Regions from separate parts of the Anas platyrhynchos genome. Here region 1 is linked to region 2. Evidence: chromatin contacts called from public Hi-C data. All regions are on one chromosome and are shown on one strand. The core of a region is the stretch at or near the end of the contact, and the rest is flanking DNA. Distances in the headings are between cores, read along the strand shown. Region 1 overlaps LOC140001813 (a long non-coding RNA gene). Region 2 has its middle 68 kb from the start of TRIB1.

Evidence for each region. A called contact is a pair of places that touch in the nucleus more often than the background predicts.
Region 1: a Hi-C map of skeletal muscle shows a contact between it and region 2, with 4 times the contacts expected there. The contact joins two enhancer-like sites. A contact is called at or near these places in 2 of 8 Hi-C or Micro-C datasets (liver and skeletal muscle).

What each region holds. Positions count from the first base shown.
Region 1 is chr2:11,188,470-11,191,328 of IASCAAS_PekinDuck_T2T, reverse strand. It overlaps LOC140001813 (a long non-coding RNA gene), which reads left to right. Exons shown (of 2, transcript XR_011807342.1): 2 at 1-2,859. Among named protein-coding and RNA genes, the nearest start is that of TRIB1, 24 kb to the left of the region's middle. Within about 2 kb of position 1,263, at least 5 of the 8 cell types and tissues checked have an H3K27ac peak or open chromatin away from gene starts, as enhancers often do.
Region 2 is chr2:11,144,292-11,146,991 of IASCAAS_PekinDuck_T2T, reverse strand. No RefSeq gene overlaps it. Among named protein-coding and RNA genes, the nearest start is that of TRIB1, 68 kb to the left of the region's middle. Within about 2 kb of position 1,426, at least 5 of the 8 cell types and tissues checked have an H3K27ac peak or open chromatin away from gene starts, as enhancers often do.

The DNA.
Region 1 (2,859 bases), core at 14-2,513, 44 kb before region 2:
GCATATGATGCCCAGCAGCTGCAGAAACCTTGGAGGTGACGATGCAGCTGTGCCAAGGGGGCAGAGCTGGCAGTCCTCACCTGGGTTCAGACCTCCCAAAAATGCCTTCGCAGTAGAGGAGGACATCAAGAGGCTCAGTGCTGAGCTCAGGAGAGATGAAGCATCTTTTCCTTTGAAAAAGCAGTGGGATGCAGAGGCTTGCGGGGAGGCTGGGGGACGAACTGCCCCAGAGCTGACAGTCACAGCACCACAGACACAGGAGGGGGCTTAGGGGGATGTGGGCTCCTCAGCTGAGATCAGACGTTTTGCACGGGCATAACCTATGAATAAATGCAGGGGATGTAACAAGCACCTTGTGAGACCACGAATAGATGAGCACCGGCTATGGCTGTGGTGTCGAGCAGTGACCATGCTGGAGCAGGAGGCTCTGTTTTTGCTACGACCAGGCTGTACAATCTTTCCAGATTGCTTGGTGCTGCTTTTTTTCATCACCGTGAAAAATTTCAATAATTTTCAAAGGGTATGATAAAGGGCAAAGACTTTCTCTTATTTTTTGTATGAAATATGTTTTGCAATATAAAAAATAATTCTGATGCCTATGGCAAAATATCATGCTGATTCACTCATGGATCAAGGACAACTCAACCTGGCTGATGCTGACAGCTTCAAGATTAGTTTAAGTTTGTGCTGCTGAATGCTTTTCACTTACTAATTCAGCTGGTGTTAACCACAGGCTCTCCCAGACACACGTTTTCATGTGGTGGTCAGACACACAGGGCTTCCCATGGCACAGAAATAGCTGGGGGAGCTCCACGGGTGAGTCGTGCAGCCTGTGTTGAGCTCTGGCAAACTCCAAAACAGAAACACCTGTGCTGCTCCAACATGGACATGTCCCAGTAGTTCTGGCTGGGGGCTGCATGCTCGGAGGACACCGGCATAGAGGGAGGGCACATCCATTGTGTGGAACGAGGTGCGGCAAAGATCTGGCTGTCTCCAGGTTGAAGAATTCAGGCTGTATTTACATGATGTTGTCCATGAGCTCCCAAGCCCCAGCTCTTGGCAGCTATGGGCTGATTTGTCTAGACTGCATCTGGACTCCACCTGGCTCCCGGCCAGCCTGAATGAATCTCTCAACACCACGCTTCCCACACGGCCAATCCTGGGATTAGCATGGGCAGAGAGAGCTCCCATCTATCTGCAGCAGCCAAAGCAGTCAGTCCTGTAGATGCTGATGATGCTGGAGTTGCTAGAACGCTTATCTCCCAAACCCTTTGAAGCAGACACATCTTGTTTTGCATCTGCAAGGGATGCCTGTCCTTGACTGGCATGCCTTGGTGATACTGCAACGTAAATACTAACAACATGCCTATAAATATATATTTTCTAGCAGCTGAGCCAAAAGTGAATGAGATCCATAGAGAGGCATAGAGACCTTTCACTGGTTTTACAGTGAGACATTTATTTTTGTTCTGGATTAAAAACAAAACAAAACATAACATATAACAGAAAGATTTCAGGTCATAACTGACTCTCAGGCAATGTCCATATTAGTATATTAAGCAGCATGCATTCCTGGGCCCTATACACAATCATCCATGCTATTTAGTAGTTAAAATGTTCCATTGTGCAGTTCTGGCCAGTGTTGACTACTAGGCTTCCAAACAATTCCCAGGCTTTTTTGTTTGGGAGTCAACACAGGCTGTTCAGTTTACAGTGGGCAGGTTGGATATGGCTCCCTTGTTTTGATGGATAAGGGAATTTAACTGTACGGACATGGTGCTCCATGCCATCTGGCCTCAGGGCCAGAAATGGTCCCAAGCACATTTATTTTACTGTACAGACATAGCCTTTGGTTGGACCACTTAGTTAAGTGTGTATAAACAGGTAATTAGGATTGCACAATTGTTGCTTGGATTAATTTTGAAAGCCAGATCTTTAAAAGAGGGTGGGTGCCCAGCACCCAATACGCACCCTCTTTTAAAACAGAAGCAGTAATTGAGTGTAATAAGCACTTGAAAACCTGGCCCCAGGGGTCTATGTAAGGCTGGTAGAATTCAATAGGAGCAGTTGACTTGGCTATTTCCATGGTGGTTTGGGTTGGGGCTTTTTGTTTGTTTGTTTTATCTTTATGGCAGTTTTTGAAATTTGTGGCTTATTGTGGCTGGCCAGATGGATGTGAAAGTAAAGAAAACAGGCTCAACATTTTTCTTCAGAGAAAACTGCCAAGCTAGAAAGTGGAATCCTTGAGATTCCAGAAGAGAAAAAGAACACGAATGGTCAAAAAAGAAGTCCTGCAGCTATTGGAGCATCATCAGTTCTGGCTGCTGGAGACCTGGTCCATAGCACTAGGATCATGGAAGCAGGTGAATTAAAGTGATTATTTAGATAGCGTTCATTAGCTCTCTTAAAACAAAACACAACAAAACAAACAAACAAAATAAAACCTTACATTTTTCATTAAGAATCATAATAGGATTTCTTTCTCTAAGCAAAATACTTTTTTTTTTTTTCTTTCATATTTCTTCAGCTTATTAAATTACCTAATGTTCTTTAACCTACATTAAGTTAATAGCAAGGGAGATTTTAAATGGAACTGGATGTGATTTAGCATGTTTTCCCTTCATCAGTCTGATTACTTGGAGACCACATTCCTCAAACTCTTTCCTGCCGTGTTGGTCATTCAGCATAGCCCCAGGACTGGGATAAATCCTGGATTACAGTGAGTTTCTGTCAGACTCATGACCCTGCATGTAGCTGCAGACACTCTAGTTGGGCTTTTGACCCCTTTTATTGGGAACCAAGGTGTTAGTGTCAAATTCTTGAAAGTGTTCTTCAGTTGCAGTTGGCTCTGTCTTAAGT
Region 2 (2,700 bases), core at 177-2,676:
TGCCACATGGTGCTCTTGAAACAGTGCTTTTCAGGTCTCAGAAAGCTTGTGAATCTGCTATTGCAACAGTAGTGTATTAACCTTCACAAGACAGGTTACGTGTTGGATATAAGAGAGATAGGGTCAGCAGGAAACCATCATATGCTGCTGCCATTTTTATACATGCTTGGATTTGTGTGGGACAGTGCCAGCCCATGGCTAAGCAGCCCACTGACACCTTGGGTTTGGCTCTGACAGCTTGGTTTTGAGGGGAGCTTCTTGCACCCGCGTTAACACCTGCAATGTAGTTGTGCTGTTGTGTGGGTCTGGAGATGGATGCCCAGGGCCGATATGGGTTGAGTATCCCCCTGAGTCCCCAGGGAATCCTTCCTTTGCCCTCCAGATGTTCATTTTCATCAGCTGCCTCTCTGGTTTTCCTATCCACAGCTGCCTCTCCTGGTTTGCTGCAAATAACAGGATGTGTCAGTAGGTCTGGGAAAGGACAAATGGCTCTTCTGCCACAAGAGGTGCACCTTGGGTCTTGTGGTATTCTCACAGAGATATCTGCAAGGCACTGAAATTGCTAGCAGAAGCCAATTGTAGGCAGCACAGCTATCTAACACTGGGAGCTGAAAGCATGAGTTTTATATTGGGGTAAGGAACGGCTCTGACACATCCACGTATCACTGTGTAACCGAGACAGCAGCAATATCCTACAATTGTGATCCTGAGAGGGAATCAGAGCCAGAGGTCTCTGTCTGCACTGAACTCCTAGCAGGAAAGCATTCAGTTAATGACATGAATAGAAGCCATGACCTTACATTTCTTTTTCCCCTAGACTTTCACTGACTGCAGGATCAGGCACGCACTCCTTTGTGTCTGTGTGAAGCACGCTGCTGTGACAGGGAAGTGGCTTGCATGGTTTAGCTTTTCCATTCAGATAAGATTACTAAATAACCGAGAACTTCAGTCAGAGTTCACAAAATCCACTTTTGTTAAAAAATTTAGCACTGCCACCTACAGGAAAGCGGCAGCAAGCTCCACGACCGTCCCCTATACCTGCAGGACCGCCTGTCCTGCTGCCCCTGCGCCCTGCTGTCAGTGCGGTGCTCCCCTGGAGAGCGCCTTTCTCAGCGACATCAAAGGGAGATCGGCACGCACAGATAACGCAGAATACCTGAGAGCAGAACTTGGTCTTTGATAACCATAGCTATTTTTTTTTTTTTTTTTTTACACTATGTGTTGCACCTAAGCTCTGGTCCAGCTCCCGATGGAAACGATGGCACCTCTCCACCGAGTAGGATCCAGTCCTTGACGCCTTTCATGCATGCCAGTGAAAACTCTTTCCCTTGCACACTAGCGCTCTTTAAAGGCTCGCGAGTAGATAGACAGATTAGATTATTTAGCACCACACAGTGCTGCAGAAGTGGTGCTGGTGAGTCACTACATGGCATTCTTCCTTCTGACTCAGTGCAGAGTCAATGCCCGAGCATGTTGCTATGGGGCTCTGTGTTGTTGGAGGTGCTCTTTTTTGGAGAAGCAAAAACCAAGGTCCTGACCCACTATTCTTGCAACAGAGTCCATTTGCCTGTGAGCCACTTGGTTGAACTTTATAGAAATTTTTGCCTTAGAACAAGTTATCCTTCGCTTCCACGAGAAAACTATTGTTCTCATTGCCAGGAGGGACCAGGGTTTTGAGCTATCTGGAACAAAATGTTTTTGAAACAAGAATGGGTTATTGCAAATACACTGTGGGGTTTAAATCCTTAATATTGAAGGGAAACCTACATGGGCACTTACTGCACATTAATATTTAGCGTTCTGGTTTTGTTTACCACTTCAATGGCTGTTTTCAATTACTGTTGCCTGCATGAAACCACTTTACTCAAGCCTGCTGCATATGCAGGAGAATTGACTTAGAAGACAACTATTCTATTTTGCAGTAATTTTCAGGGTTTCAGACTTTTTTTTTTTTGTTGTTCCCTATCAGTGCCTGGAGTGTGAGAGACTTTTTCAAGCCCCAGCTGTCTTCCTGGCTAAAAGATTTCATTGCAGCTCTTTCTCAACTGCGCAGGGAGAGGAGTTTCACCTGGCTTTTTCATCTCCTGGCCACTGTCCTAACCACCAGGATGTAAATTACATGACTCTCTTGCAAGAAAACTTTCTCAAAACCTGATGTCTTGACAAGAACATTTCAGTTTTGAAATCTCACTTTGTGGAAAATGTCCTGACCAGCTCCGGTATGCTGCTGAGTTTGCTTAACAAATTACAGCAGAAGCCCTGAGATGTCCATACAGCTCCTTCCAAGGAGAAGAGCCACTCCAGCAAAATTCCTGTGTGCCTTGGGGCAGCTCTATTCTTTTGGTAATGCCCCAAATTCCCTTCTCAAGGAGATAAGTGGGTTCCCTACATCTCTTCCCACAAATAAATCCACTTTTTTTTTTTTTTTTTCCTGTAAGTGAGGAAGCAGCCTAATTTCAGAGGGTAGCAGATGAACCTTAGATATGATGCCATCCGCTCCCCTGCATCCTTTTGCAGGCTTGCTTCCAGCCTTGGAGAGAGTATTTTAAATCTCTCAATGGAGATCACAAGGAGTTATTTTAGGTTTGGGATGTCGTGAGTGAGATGATTCATTCCTCTTCAGTAAGAGCTACTGAGATGGAGCGGGCTCCTTAGAGGCACATCAGCACAGGTGAGATGAAGACGAGGAACTGAGGATGG